Linked DNA regions of Sus scrofa: region 1 is linked to region 2. Evidence: chromatin contacts called from public promoter capture Hi-C data. All regions are on one chromosome and are shown on one strand. The core of a region is the stretch at or near the end of the contact, and the rest is flanking DNA. Distances in the headings are between cores, read along the strand shown.

Evidence for each region. Promoter capture Hi-C pulls out the DNA fragments that hold promoters and counts their contacts.
Region 1: a promoter capture Hi-C map of liver shows a contact between it and region 2, with 4 times the contacts expected there. The contact joins the promoter of TPT1 here to the promoter of CPB2 in region 2. A contact is called at or near these places in 1 of 5 promoter capture datasets (liver) and 2 of 47 Hi-C or Micro-C datasets (both in liver).

What each region holds. Positions count from the first base shown.
Region 1 is chr11:21,927,509-21,934,593 of Sscrofa11.1, reverse strand. TPT1 (tumor protein, translationally-controlled 1) reads right to left here and starts at 5,300. Exons shown (of 6, transcript NM_214373.1): 1 at 5,181-5,300; 2 at 4,829-4,902; 3 at 4,133-4,323; 4 at 3,641-3,746; 5 at 2,812-2,928; 6 at 1,689-1,905. The coding sequence starts at 5,208. The coding sequence ends at 1,903.
Region 2 is chr11:21,232,355-21,239,276 of Sscrofa11.1, reverse strand. CPB2 (carboxypeptidase B2) reads right to left here and starts at 4,830. Exons shown (of 11, transcript XM_001929146.4): 1 at 4,091-4,830. The coding sequence starts at 4,164.

The DNA of each region.
Region 1 (7,085 bases), core at 4,051-6,550, 690 kb before region 2:
ACTGGCCACCTTGTCTCCAAACCATGTCACGCACACTCCACTTGAGACTCTGCAATTTGCTGTTTTTACCTGGAATGTTCTGTTCCCCCCCCCCCATGTACACTGCACCTCCTCCTCAGCTTCCTGTTCAAGTATCTTGCATCACTAAGGCCATCAGAAACACGCCTGCATTAAAACTAGGCAGCAGTGCCACAAAGTACACTTGACCTATTATTCTAGAACCAAGTATCTTTACCCAACTAGCTGGGAGTAACTAGAAAAAGATCCAAAATAAGCATGAAGGCAACTACACTTCCTACACAAAGGCTCTGCAGGTCATTCCTGTTCTTGTAGACTTTCCATGCCTAATTTACTAAATCAGCTTGCAGCTTAGAAGTTACCTCAAAAATTCCACTACCCTCACCTTTGCGCTGCTCAGTGCCTGAACACCCTCTTTCACTACTACTAGATTCAGACAGGCAAGTGGCCCCCCCAAATCACCTGCACTTCCTCTACACTTCAATGTCAAAAACTAGAATGCTTAAAGCCGCCCTCAGCATGACTGAGGTTTTTAGAATTTGGGTTTGCACTTACCAGGCACCAGGGGGCACTAACAACCTGATTAGCACTTGACAGGCTCTGAACCCAGCCAGACTTAAAGTCACAGGGCAAATTCCAGACTGCCAAATCACTGCATGCACCCTGGGTTTACATGGCTTAGAACCACATAAAAGCATTGGCTTGCCTTTGGACTTAACCCATATGCTTTTACAAGTAGAGTCCATCAGAAGGCAAGTACTTTTCCAATAAACTTACAATTCTTCAGAGTTAAAGCAGGCTTTTAGGTAAAGATTTATGAGTTGCAAAGTATTTCCCCTTGTATTCCTCCATTCAATCTGGGCTGCCACCATCAGACAGACAGAAAGCGCGAGGATGCCTTCTTCTTGCATCTGTCGTGGAAACCTGAGTAGCAGACAGTAACTGCTCCAGGCCTGTCAAATAGATGCATTTTCATATTCTTGTTGATACGTAACAAAGCAGATGCCTTTTCCTCTGCCCACCAATTATCCCACATTCCATTCTTAATTTCATCTTTTAAAACAAGGACCAGCAAACATTTCCTGTACAGACCTTTCGGGCTGTCCCTTAACCCTCTTCCTGCAGTGTTAAAGCCAGACAGTACCTAAATGAATAAGCACTGAGTGTTCCAATTAAACTGGACACTTTCTATGTCCCATAAGCTATTTGATTTTTCCAACCACTTTAAAACGTAAGCACCACCCTAGTCACACAGAAACAGGTGGTTAAGACAACCCAGTTTGCCAGCCCTGTTCCAAGGTGTTTGGCACAAGCATTCCAGGATTTCTCTAGAACTTGGCTCTACTTGCTTTATAAAAAAGCTCAGGCAATACTTTGCTTGCAACTGTATTAGTCTTTTTATTCTTTTGGTTAATCTCTTCGTTTGTAGGTGATGAAAGTGTAAGGAATCCACTTCAGGTGTTGGCACTGCTATGACCATGGTCTCTCCCTTCAACTCAATTATTTTGATTCTTGTTTATATTCCAAGTCCGGGAAGTAGTTTTCAACTGCAGAAGTTATCTGAAGATGGTCTTAGGCTTTCTAGTTGTGGTCTACAGGTTGTAGCTTCTCCAGGAAGGCTACACAGCATGATTTAGGTATTACATATTAAACTAAGAGGCATTCTCAAATGAGTTTAAATGCATTTTATTTTTAGACAACCTACATGACATGTTTTTTTCCTCAAAAACAATGCCTCCGCTCCAAAGAAAAATCAATGTCAAAATAACGAGCTCAAGATGCCATCAGTCCCACTTGTCTAAGTCCTGGTGTTTTGTGGATGGAAAGCAGTGGCCAGCCAGTTATGACAACGGGTGATAGATCCGATCCCAACAGCCAAATTTGTTACTGCAAAGACAAGACTCCATTAACACCTTTTCCACCATGAAAGTACTTAACACGTCTAGCCTGAGGATGTCTTCCCCTATTCAATCTGGGCTGCCACGAAGGCAGACAGAAAGCGCAGGGAGCTTGCTTTGGCATCCTAGTGCAAACCGAAAGAACAACAGCAGACTGTTCAAGGTCTATCAGTGGATGCAGAACCACCCTTACCCGATCAGATTTTCATTCTGGGAGAAAGCCCCACCCTGTTCTACCAACCTAAACACAAGACATTCTGAATAATTCATTGAGCAAAACATTCCAGTTCACTGGGCCCCTGACCCTATTTAGTGTATCCTTAAATATATCTTACTCCTAATTTACAAGGAAGCCTCTTGATAATGAATGCCTCCAGGAGCTCCTTGCATGAGACATTCATTTCCAGCTCTAAACTGTATTTTCTAAAAGTTTGTAACATCAAGACTACCTGCCAATTACTGTAAATTGAGACTAGTTTCTTTGAAAAGGGTTTTAATGCTCAGTATGTGTGGCAAAATAGGAAGAGAAAAGCAGTCTGATTTCTATGGGCCATTTCCATAAGAAATGTCAACATAGGGTGTTATCCCTTAAAATAACTTAAAATATTTAGATTATATACGTTATCTCTGATCTCTAGGCTCAGTATTTAAGCTATTTATAATGTCATCTATGCTAAGTTTCCTGCAGATCCATTCTAAGCTTTTCTATACCATAAAAATCCTTTACATGTGAATCACAACATTCTTTAGATCCCCAAGAAAAAAGACCTGCACCCTCATTTTCAAAGGACTGCTGCAGAACCCATTCTAACTGTCCCAGTGGCATGAAACAAGGGATTATGCCCACACTCTCCATTTTTACATTACTGATTTCAACCCACTTCTTTGTACTTACACATTTTTCCATTTCTAAGCCATCCTTAAAGAAAATCATATATGGAGTCACACCATCCTCACGGTAGTCCAGCAGAGCAACCATGCCGTCTGGATTCATGTTTTCACCAATAAAGAACTTAGGAAGCAAACAAATATCCAGAATTAGATTATACAAATGTGCTGTATCAAAACAAATCAAAGAATGATTCAGAACACCACTATTTAATCGAGACTCTCAGCAACCAGAGGCTCTGATTTGATGCCTAAGAGAAATGCTCACTAATCAATCTGTTCACCCAAAGTACTAAAAGAGCCAAAATAAAGAGTACAGAGCACTCTAGAAACTTTAGGCTTTCTCATCCCCACACAGCCAATTCCAAGCCCTACAAAGAAGCCTGTTTACAGTCAACCACAGGGAATGTAGTAAGGCTAGCAATGAGAGCATGCACACCCTATGAAAAGAAAGTTAGGGTCACACACAGGATGTGTGAAAACAGCAAAACTTTCGCTTGGCGGTAAGGGAATTCTTTACGTTCCTCAACAGTACAAGCTCACATCAGAAAGAGCTCCAGTGGCAATGAGACCCAATGGAACTGTAAAAAGAAAGCAAAGTGGAAAACCACTTAGGGGTCAAACTGAGCAATTCTAGAGAAAGAACTGGGAGATGCCATCTGGGGAAGGAGTAGGGAAGGCTACCCTCTCCAGCTAGACTACTGGCGTTGAATATATCAAGTATTAATTGCTCAAAAGGCTAAGAAAATACCCACAATTAAATTACATCAGACATTCAAACTCATTTTTTGCTCTAAGTTAAACTCTATAGCCCTTTAATCCACACATTTGTTTACCTGATAGTTTTTGAAATTAGCAAGGATGTGCTTGATTTGTTCTGCAGCTCCTGTCATAAAAGGTTTTACTCTTTCTGGTCTCTGTTCTTCGAGTTTCCCTTTGATTCTAAAACAAGTATTTTATTGATAGGTTAAGTTCGTTACAGAGCTCTGAGCAAAAGAAATTTTCTCCAAAAACTCCAAACTGAAACTAGCAACTAGCTATCACTGAGCACAATCAAGAAATTCCTAGCTCACAGGAGGGATGTTTTATGACTGTTCACAACTTTGAATTTCCTGTCAGCTTCTTTCCAAAGTGCTGTTCTGAAAAGGTAAAGCCAGACCTGTATGCACCTGTTATGCTCATATTTGATAGAAAAGCAACCACCCTTCTGAGCTCATTAATAAAGTATTTGACAACCATGCCTGCTTGCTAAAAAAATCTCCATAGTTAGAAGATCCCTAAATCCTACAGGATTCCAGACATCAACGGAATGTGCCAAGATCACTTACGACTTCATATAATCTTTGATGTACTTCTTGTAGGCTTCCTTTGTGAAGCTGGTTTCCTGCAGGTGATGGTTCATGACAATATCGACACCAGTGATTACTGTGCTTTCGGTACCTTCGCCCTCGGGCCCTTCAGCGGAGGCATTTCCACCAATGAGCGAGTCATCAATGTTACCCTCTGTCCTACTGACCATCTGCGTTAAGGAAAAGTTTAGTTGCTAACACATCCTCGACCTTACCACAAAGGCATCAAAACAATTTAAGCAGCTCATACATCCCATCAGCCTTCCACTAAAGATTCTTGTTTCTTGCTGAAAACATGGGGAAAAAATTTATGACCCCTCGATTTCCTAAAACACCCTAACAATTCTTTGTTGACCAGCACGAGAAGGGGGTTGTTTACAACGAGTGGAAGTTTTGCGTGGACAGTCGGGTTGAAAAGGGCAACCGCTGAGGGCTTCGGGCTCCCAAACAGGAGACAACCTGTCCGGGACCGCCTGGGAGGATGGGCGCCCAAGTGGCGGACCTATTTCCAGACTCAGCTCCGCCTCCACTTTTCTAGAAAAACCCGAGCCCGGAAAGAGCGTCTCCTCCGCCAGGAGGCAACGGAGAGGATTGCACAACCTCGGGCGGGGGAGCGGCGGAAACCCGAGCCTGCCTGGCCTTGCCTCCTCCTCGCCGCGACCCGGCCCGACTCACCTTCCCCTCCACCTCCAGACACAGCCCGTCCGCGATCTCCCGGATCTTGTAGATGTCGGAAAACATCTCATCATCTGCCCGAGAACACAAACCCGCCAGTCAACCGTGCGCCTGAAGCCCGAGCCGGCGCCATTTCCCGCGCCGCCCCGCCCGCCGCACGCGACCCCCGCCCTTCCCCGGCGCTCGAAACCCCAGGGCGCGCGCCAAGCACCGACCTTCCTCGCTCCCGGGAGGGCGCCGGCGTCCCCCAGGCCCAGGACGGCGGCGGCGGCGGCGGCGGCCGTCTCCCCGCCCCCCACCAGACCCCCATCCCCTTCGCGCGGCAGTGGGGAAGAGTGCAGTCCCCACTCACGGCTGATGAGGTCCCGGTAGATGATCATGATGGCGGCTGGAGGGAGACGACGGCGGCGCTAGCTTAGCAGGAACCGGGAGCTCAGAGCGAGCGCGGTGCAGCCGGAGCGGCGCTCGGGGGGAGGGGGGAGCGGGCGGAAAAGGCCGACTCTGCCGCTCCCCAACCTCATATAGAGGGCACGTCCCCCTACGTCATCGCCCGCTGCGCCTCCGGAAGCGCCGTAAGCGGTGACGTGGCACGCAGAGCGGCGCGTGGGGTGGGGCCACAGCGCGAGCCGGGGGTGGGGAGGGGAGGAGGACATCCGGGGACTTGGCCTTGGGCTGCAAAGCCGTGCCCCACGCTGGGCCCTCGGGGCTTCCTAGGGGGGAGAAGTCGGGAGGGACAAGGATGGGCGACGCAGGGAAGGAGGTGCGGCGGGGGGCGGGGCAGAGGGAAATGCGGGAGCGGGTGGGGGGAGGAGCGTGCGGGGGGCTGCGAGGAGGGAAGGGCTTCCGGGCGCTGAGTGGTGGAAGTGGTGCCTGGGGCTCTGCCCCTCCCTACGCCAGGGTTGCCCTCGAAGGTGCTGGGTCTGGGTGGGGCTTCAAGTTTCCGCCTCAGGCCTCGCCCGGCGCAAGCTCCCACCCTTTCTGGGAACCAAAGTGTCAGCTGTTGGGAAGGACTTTGCATTTACGTAGGGTCCCTTTGAGGCTTTGGGAGACCGCGACTCTGTCCCCGGGGATGATGGCAGGGGGGCTGGGTTTATGACCCGCCTCCTGTGAGTTCTGGGGTCTCGGAGAACTTTTCAGCGTTTTCTCCTAGGGCTCTCCCCCTACATCGAGTTTTCGGACGCTTTTGTGGGGGCAGGGCTGAGTCCGGGTTGTGGGACCCAGGTCGTCCCTCCTGCCCCTTCGGAATAATCGTGGGGGATGTGTGTAGGAAAAGACTTGAGGGGGGAGGAAAGTGTCGCGGGAGTTTACACAGTTTTCCCATCTCTCGGCTTGGTCCTGTATGTGAAAGTTTGCGGTTCCTAACACAGGTTTAGAATCTTCACCTTTTCTGTTTGCACTTGGTCTTGAATTAGGTCGTTTGAAAAAGAGGGTATGTTGTCACTTTAAGATCGAAATTATATGCCAGGTGCCAGAGGGTTAAACATTAAAAGGAAAAGGAGCTCCCCACCTGCCCAAGTTTTATTTGGACTTTGGACCTAATTATGAGATACTTTAAAAATGCCCTTTCAGGCAAAGATTTATGCCAGTATGCAACCGGAGAACTTGTTCCATACCACGAATGTATTTGTGCTCCACTCTGTCCTTAGCGGGGGGTTTTGCTCAGAGGTCTCAACTGTGAACAGGTTAAATCCAGTCCTACCCTCACAGAAAATTTTGTTCTAGTAAATCAAAGAATTGGCCAATTATAGCACATTAATGGTTTTTCCCTGATTCAACAATAAAGCATTCCCCAGGGTAAGACAGGGCACCCCCTGTGAAGGAACAGGGCACAGGACACTGAATTGAGATGATGGAAGAATCATAATGCAAAAGAGCCAGGAAATGGGACCCTCTTGGGAGATGACGTCTAGGGCTGCACTGGACACCCTAGGAGACACTGGGTAACTGCGAGGAAGCTGAAAGTGGGATGAAGGGGATCTGAAAGCAAGTGGATATCTTCTGAGAGGTGGTCCACCAGGTGGTTTCTGGATGTGGGAGTGGAACAGATTATTATCCCAGGCATATCACAATTTAATGATTTTCCTCAACTTCAACATTTTCCAATTATTCAGAAATATTCCCATCACCCATACATTACTGTCAAACGTTATTGCTGCTACTTTTCTCCAGGTTTGTTCAGTCAAAACTTTTTCTCAAGTTTTATAAACAGCCCTGTGAAAGAGAGTACTAAAGTTAAAATCAAAGCACCCTAGGTTTG
Region 2 (6,922 bases), core at 3,581-6,080:
ATTCTAGCTTCTGAATTGAGGTTTGCTTTTCAGCATGACCCAAAGGACTACCAGTTACTTAAGAGCAGGTGAGAAAGCCACGGAATTCTCTAACTTTCCATGCAAGAGCGGAGGAAGATTGCTTTGCCACATAGAATATGTTGGGGCAATGGAAGATGAAAAATAAAGACGAGTTTTGATGACATCTCTAAAGGGATAGAGTTACAGCATTTACCCAATAACTATTTGGGGTGGGGATGGGGGTGGTGAGACTGCATCAAAAACAGAGTGAAAAGCACAAGCACAGTGAAACAACAAGTCACCTTAAACAAAAAGGAAACCGAGGCTCAAAGAGACTCCGATTGCTTAGGACCGCATGACTGATAAATGGCAGACCTGAGGTTGCTCCTCAGCTCCCCGGCTCCTGAGCCTTTAATACCCAGGCAGCATTTCCTCCGCTGCTTCCCCTCTAAGAACATGATTATGCTCATCAAGCTCTGTCCCCTGCTCTGGTGGACGGTTCACACTTGCTCTGAAAGACTATTTTTGAATTTAAAAAGCTGGTGAGATGCCTCCGAACAATGGAACATAGCCCAAGGCTGCATTTTGTTGTATGCATTGCAGCATTTTAAAGGCACTAGTACCCCGTTCTCTAAGATGAAAATAATACATAATCAGTGGGAGCTAAGCGAAAGCCAATATGCTTGTCTCCAGGTGGCTGATAGTATATGAAGTCAACAGAAGGAACACTTCCTGGTCTATTAATTCAAAAGCCCTCTATCCTCAGCCCTCCTCCATCCTCCAATTCCTTTTCCTCCTTCCTACTTTTTCTCATGTCCTCTTTCCAAATAAATAGCCTCGCTGACTGGCTGCGCTTCGGTAATCAGAGCAATGCAATTGGTGACTGTTTATAAGATTCTCGCTAGTAATTTACATTTACCCTTTATGGTATTTGGCCTTTAAAAGCAAGTGAATACAGAGACTTTTTTTTTTTTTTTTGGTTGCCTTTCTCTTTGGCATATGGTATTTATGCCTTTAAAACTTGTTTTGTTCTTGTTCCAGGGTGTTTTTACGGATGAGATCTATCAAAATGCACCTATCAATCAGCCACTAAGAGAGTGCCTGAACACAAAGAGGTATTAGGAAAATGATCAGGACAGAAAACAGTAACAGAACAGCTTTAGGAAAAAGCCAGGCCCTCAGCTCTTTGTAGGAGGCGTCATCTTTTTTGCCCCCAGAAAATAATTCATCAACGTCTGTCACCCTGAATAAAATTAGATTTTTTTCTTTTAGCTTCAGTAATAGGCAATTCCTGGAAAGGCAATGCTCAGAAACATTTGGTGGAAAAAAAAAATTATTTTTACTCACAGAAAGAAGAGTTTGTGATTTTATTTCTAGGGGAGGAATGGGACCTAGGAATCAGATCTGCTTCTGCCCACGAAGCTGTGGTACCCCCTCCCTAATACATGGGGATCATCACGATATGCACAAAGTATGAAATATCTTCAATATGATATGATTTGACTATAATATAGACAGTCGCATCCCTCTCTTCAAGAATAGGTATCAGGAGTTCCGTCGTGGCGCAGTGGTTAACGAATCCGACTAGGAACCATGAGGTTGCGGGTTCGGTCCCTGCCCTTGCTCAGTGGGTTAACGATCCGGCATTGCCGTGAGCTGTGCTGTAGGTCGCAGATGCAGCTCGGATCCCGCGTTGCTGTGGCTCTGGCGTAGGCCGGTGGCTACAGCTCCGATTCGACCCTTAGCCTGGGAACCTCCATATGCCGCGGGAGTGGCCCAAGAAATAGCAACAACAACAACAACAAAAGACAAAAGACAAAAAAAAAAAAAAAAGAATAGGTATCAAACAGACTTCAAAGTACATGCTGAAGCCAAAAATAGAAGAGTCAAGCATGAGGGAATTGTCCTCATTCATTTCTTTACTATTTTCTTTCCATGCATTTCCTTTATTTGCATACCGTTTAGTCCTACTGAACTCTTGTAAGCTTATTCATTTTTGCAGCCACATGGTCAAGCTTTTGTATATCTTGCTAGTGGTTATCTCATCAAGTTTAAGGTTCACTATATGATCCAGATGGTGGTTTGTAGGGGAGCCCACTAAGCTTGGACACAGCCAGCTGTGATGATACTTGGGCTGGCTGGCACTGAGGCCACCTTCTGAACCTGCCATACACAGGGGAGGACCTTGAACCTGGCCCTCCAGCCCTGGCCTCTCTTCTCGGCTACCTTCCAGCCTGGCTGCCTTCTCTGCCAACTCCCTGTGATGAAGTCTGACCGCCCTTCAAATTGGATCTCTTCCTAATTTCTGTAATTTTTAGAGGCAGTGCTGTGCTGTGAAAAGGGCTGGAGTGAGGCAAAAATGGAGTTGAATCCAAACTCTCCACGTACTCTTTGATTTGGGGGCCAATGATTTATTCTTCCTGAGGCTGATTTTTCTCCTCTGAAAAGTGTTGGGAAAGATCCCTGGAGTGGAGGATTGTGAGAATGTAACAGGGGAACATTCCTAAGTGCCTAGCCCAGTGCCAGGGACATCACCCTTGCTGAATAATCATGCACTTCCTCCTCCTTCGCTCTCTGGCAATGACACTGCCGTTGTCTACAGTAGCCAGGTTAGACACATTGAAATCAGTTGTTCTCCTCCCCTCTCCTTTACCCTTAATTACAGCCAGTCATCAAGTAATAGGATATTAGAACTCGCAAGAACCTTAGAAATCATAGCCATCTGATTTACGGATAATGCATAGAGACATAAGTCACCAATTATCCTAGCAATTTGATTCCCATGTCAATTCTAGTCACATGGTGATGGAATTTGTGGCTAGACCCTTGACGACCATCTGGAACAACAAAGAATCAACCGACTATAATTAGCTTAGTAATGATGTGCAAACACAGCTTCCGGCTCACACGTCAATCTCTATTTTCTTAAATGCTGTCTTACGGCTCTTTCAGTTCAGTTGCTTTGGTGGAATTTTCCCTGCTCCTGATACGTCCTTTCCCTCTTAGCCTCCCCCTGACACAGGGTAAGGAATCTGTCTCAGAGAAACTTGGAGGAGAAAAAGATCACAGAAGCAAAACAAAGTGTGTGGGAGGGAGAAGATCATTCCAAAAGGAAGCAGTATCAATTTTGAAAAACCCCCATATTGACGAGCTAATCAATTACGGTCATACAATACAGACGAACTATTTACATCAAGTTTTGTATATGCTAGAGCATGAGTTCTTTTGTGTGCTTTCAAGTGGCTTATAGTAGAAAAGCCTAAGGGAACCACTCTCCAGAGACAAATGAGAATTAGAAAAAAAAAAAAAAAGAATTAGATATGTTCATGTGTGTCTTCTTTATTGCTTTACTTTTAATTTTTGTCTTTTTAGGTCTGCACCCGAAGCAGATGGAGGTTCCCAGGCTAGGGGTCGAATCAGAGCTGCCACAGCAACTCGGGGTCCAAGCCCTCGCATCCTCAACCTACACCACAGCTCACGGCAATGGCAACGCTGGATCTTTAACCCACTGAGTGAGGCCAGGGATCGAACCCGATACCTCATGGATACTAGTCGGGTTCATTAACCACTGAGCCACAATGGGAAATTCCATGTGTTTCTTCTTTAAAACACAGCTATCCTTCCTTTCTATTCCATGCTGAACACCCAGACACAACCCAAACCTCCTTTCCAATCCATCTATACCTTTGCCCGCTGCCCCCTCCCACGTTGCATGTACAAGAGAAAAGTAAATAATCCATAGCCATGTAGCATATAGGTGAAGACAGGAGAAATATAAACCATGTGGTATTGACATGTAAATAATTAGTTTTTTTAATTGAGTCTATTTCTTTCATTTTCATAGTCACTGAATATACATATCATCCAGAGTTTTCTCAGTAATAAAACTAGAGCCAGAAAAGAAAAGAAAGAGCCTGGATTTAAGTGAGATCCTTATTGCACTGAATCTCCCATTTGGAAGGGCAACATGGAATGTTTCAGAAAGACCTGACCTTGACCTCCCCCAGGCCAGTGGACAAAATGGGTTTCACGAGGGGCAAATGAGCAGGGGGAGGAAGGACCCCGCTCATCTAGGGTTCGACAGGGTTACCTCTGAAACGCGAAGACATCCTGCTCACAGAGGAGAACGGCGGCTACCAGGACTGCAAAGCTATAAAGCTTCATCCCAGCAGTGATTTGCTATAAACCACAATTCTCTGAAGAGAAGGGTCCGGAGAGCCGATGACCTAAGAGCCGTCTTTACACACTGGTTAAAATGTAATGGCGTGTTCCCTCTGCTTGCTGTGATCCATCGACTTCTCGTCTACTTCCACCCCCAAAGAGAAAGCAGGGTGACAGCTGTTCTCAGGTTAGACGCTCTAGAAAATATTTAACTCCTCAGGGAAGATGAGGCCAAGACAAAAACACTGGTAAAACAGCACAAGCGTGTCTGCTTTGCTGAACCAGAGCCATAGAGTGCTGATCAGTAGATTCCAGCCCATGCAGAGCGGAGTCTCCCGTAGGGTCCAGCTGAGGTCTCCCCTGGTCTTTGTCTTTTTCAACGTTTTCAACTTAGATGAAGACCTAGAAGGTGAGTGTTTCAAAACTGACTGCTGGTACAGGGCTGGGAAGGAGAGCTAGTCTGGACCATTATAGAATCTCCATGCAAAGAGAGCTTTCCTCGTCCATGTGGAAGGAGGGGTCCACCCATAAAAGAACAGGAGCTCTTTGAAGAAGTAAAAGATTCTGGCTGGGGAGTTCCCATCATGGCTCGGCATGAACGACCCCGACCCGTATCCGTGAGGACTCAGGTTCGATCCCTGGCCATGCCATGTGGCTGTGGCATGGACTGGCAGCTGCAGTTCCGATTTGACCCGTGGCAGGGAAACGTCCACATGCCACAGGTCCCAACCTAAAAAAAAAAAAACTGATCGATTCGAGTCATGTTTATTTAGGGCCACCATAGAGCCCCTGTTTAAATCAAAGCCCACCTCGTGCCATTCTGAAGTTAGCACCAAATAACATTTGCTCTGGTGTGAGACCTCATCCAACCTCTGTATGTGAAGGGAGCCCAGGTCCTCTCCCTACATTTCCACTAAGTGCATTTCTTTGCAGTTCAGATACCGTTCATTTACAATGTTGTGCCAATTTCTGCTGGACAGCAAAGTACCTCAGTTATACTTATATATACATTCTTTTTTAACATTCTTTCCCATAGTGGTCTATCCCGAGAGACTGGATGTAGTTCCCCGTGCTATGGAGTAGGACCCCGTTGCCCATCCACGCTAGAGTGCATCTACTAACCCCCAACTCCCTGTCCATCCCACTCCCCCTCCCCCTTGGCAACCCCTAGTCTGCTCTCTAGGTCTGTGAGTCTGTTTTTCTTTTGCAGATAGTTTCATTTGTGCCATATTTTAGATTCCACATCTAAGTGATATCACACGGTCTTTGTCTTTTTGCTTTACTTCACTTAGTATGATAAATCTCTAGATGCATCCGTGTTGCTGCAAATGGCCTTATTTTGTTCTTTTTTATGGCTGAGACGTATTCCATTGTATATGTACCACATCTTCCTAATCCACTTATCTCTTGATGGACATCTAGGTTGCTTCCATGTCTTGGCCATTGTGAATAGTGCTGCAATGAACATAGGGGCCCATGTATCTTTTTGAATTATAGTTTTGTCTGGATATATACCCAGGAATGGGATTGCTGGATCACGGGGTTTGTTCAATATTTAGTTTTCTGAGGAAACTCCACACCGTTTCCCACAGTGGTTGAACCAACACATGTTCCCACCAACAGTGTGGAAGCATTCCCTTTTCTCCGCATCCTCTCCAGCACTTGTTATTTGTAGACTTATTAACAACGGCCATTCTGGACTTCCCATTGTGGCGCAGCGGAAACGAATCTGACTAGGAACCATGAGGTTGCAGGTTCGATCCCTGGCCTCACTCAGTGGGCTAAGGATCTGGCATTGCTGTGGCGGTGGTGCACGCCGGCAGCAACAGCTCCGATTAGACCCCTAGCCTGGGAACCTCCATATGCCACGGGAGTGGCCCTAAAAAGACAAAAATAATAATGGCCATTCTGACAAGTGTGAGGTGGTACCTCATTGTAGGTTTTTTCTTTTTATGGCCACACCCGTGGCATATGGAAGTGTCCGGGCCAGGGACTGAATCTGAGCTGCAGCTGCAACCTATACTGCAGTTGCAGCAACACTGGATCCTTTAACCCACTGCACCAGGCCGGAGTTGGAACCCATGCTTCTATAGCGACCCAAGCTGCTGCAGTAGGATTCTTAATCCATTGCGCCATGGCAGGAGCTCCCCAGAATGCTTATTTTAAAGTCTGTGTCAGGCTGCTCTAGAAATTTCATTATGTTTGGGGTGATTTCATGCTCTGAGCTTTGCTTTTATGGGCTGCCTTTCTTAGCTTTTGATTTCTTCCACAGCTGGGAGCAAGGGTTTATAAGCTCATTTTGAAGCTTTTTGTTGTCCTTTTCTTTGCTCACTTCTCTCCATTCTGCACACGCCTCCAAGAAGCCCCGGGCTTCTAATCCAGAACCTCATTTACACTGGCTTTTCACGTCTATGCCAGGATCACACTGTGGCCTTCAAGGAGCCAGTCATCAGTCAGGTGACTTGACTTAGTTACTGGTTGAGTTCCTCCTGGTTTAGTTAGTTACTCCTTTGTCTCTTACAGACCAGCTGCTGTTATAAACCAGGCCTAGGCAGCAGTGGGGCAGTGTCTTTTTAAAACTGAGGTCCATGCCATGCAATGCACAGATATTAAGTATATAGCTAGATGAGTTCCCCAAAAAATATGTATCCTGGAGTAACCCATGCTTCTATCAAGGTACAGAAAACTTTTGTCACTCCAGAAAATTTCCACATATTATCCCCCAATCCAAAAACAGCTGTTCTGACTTGATTTTGTTTTT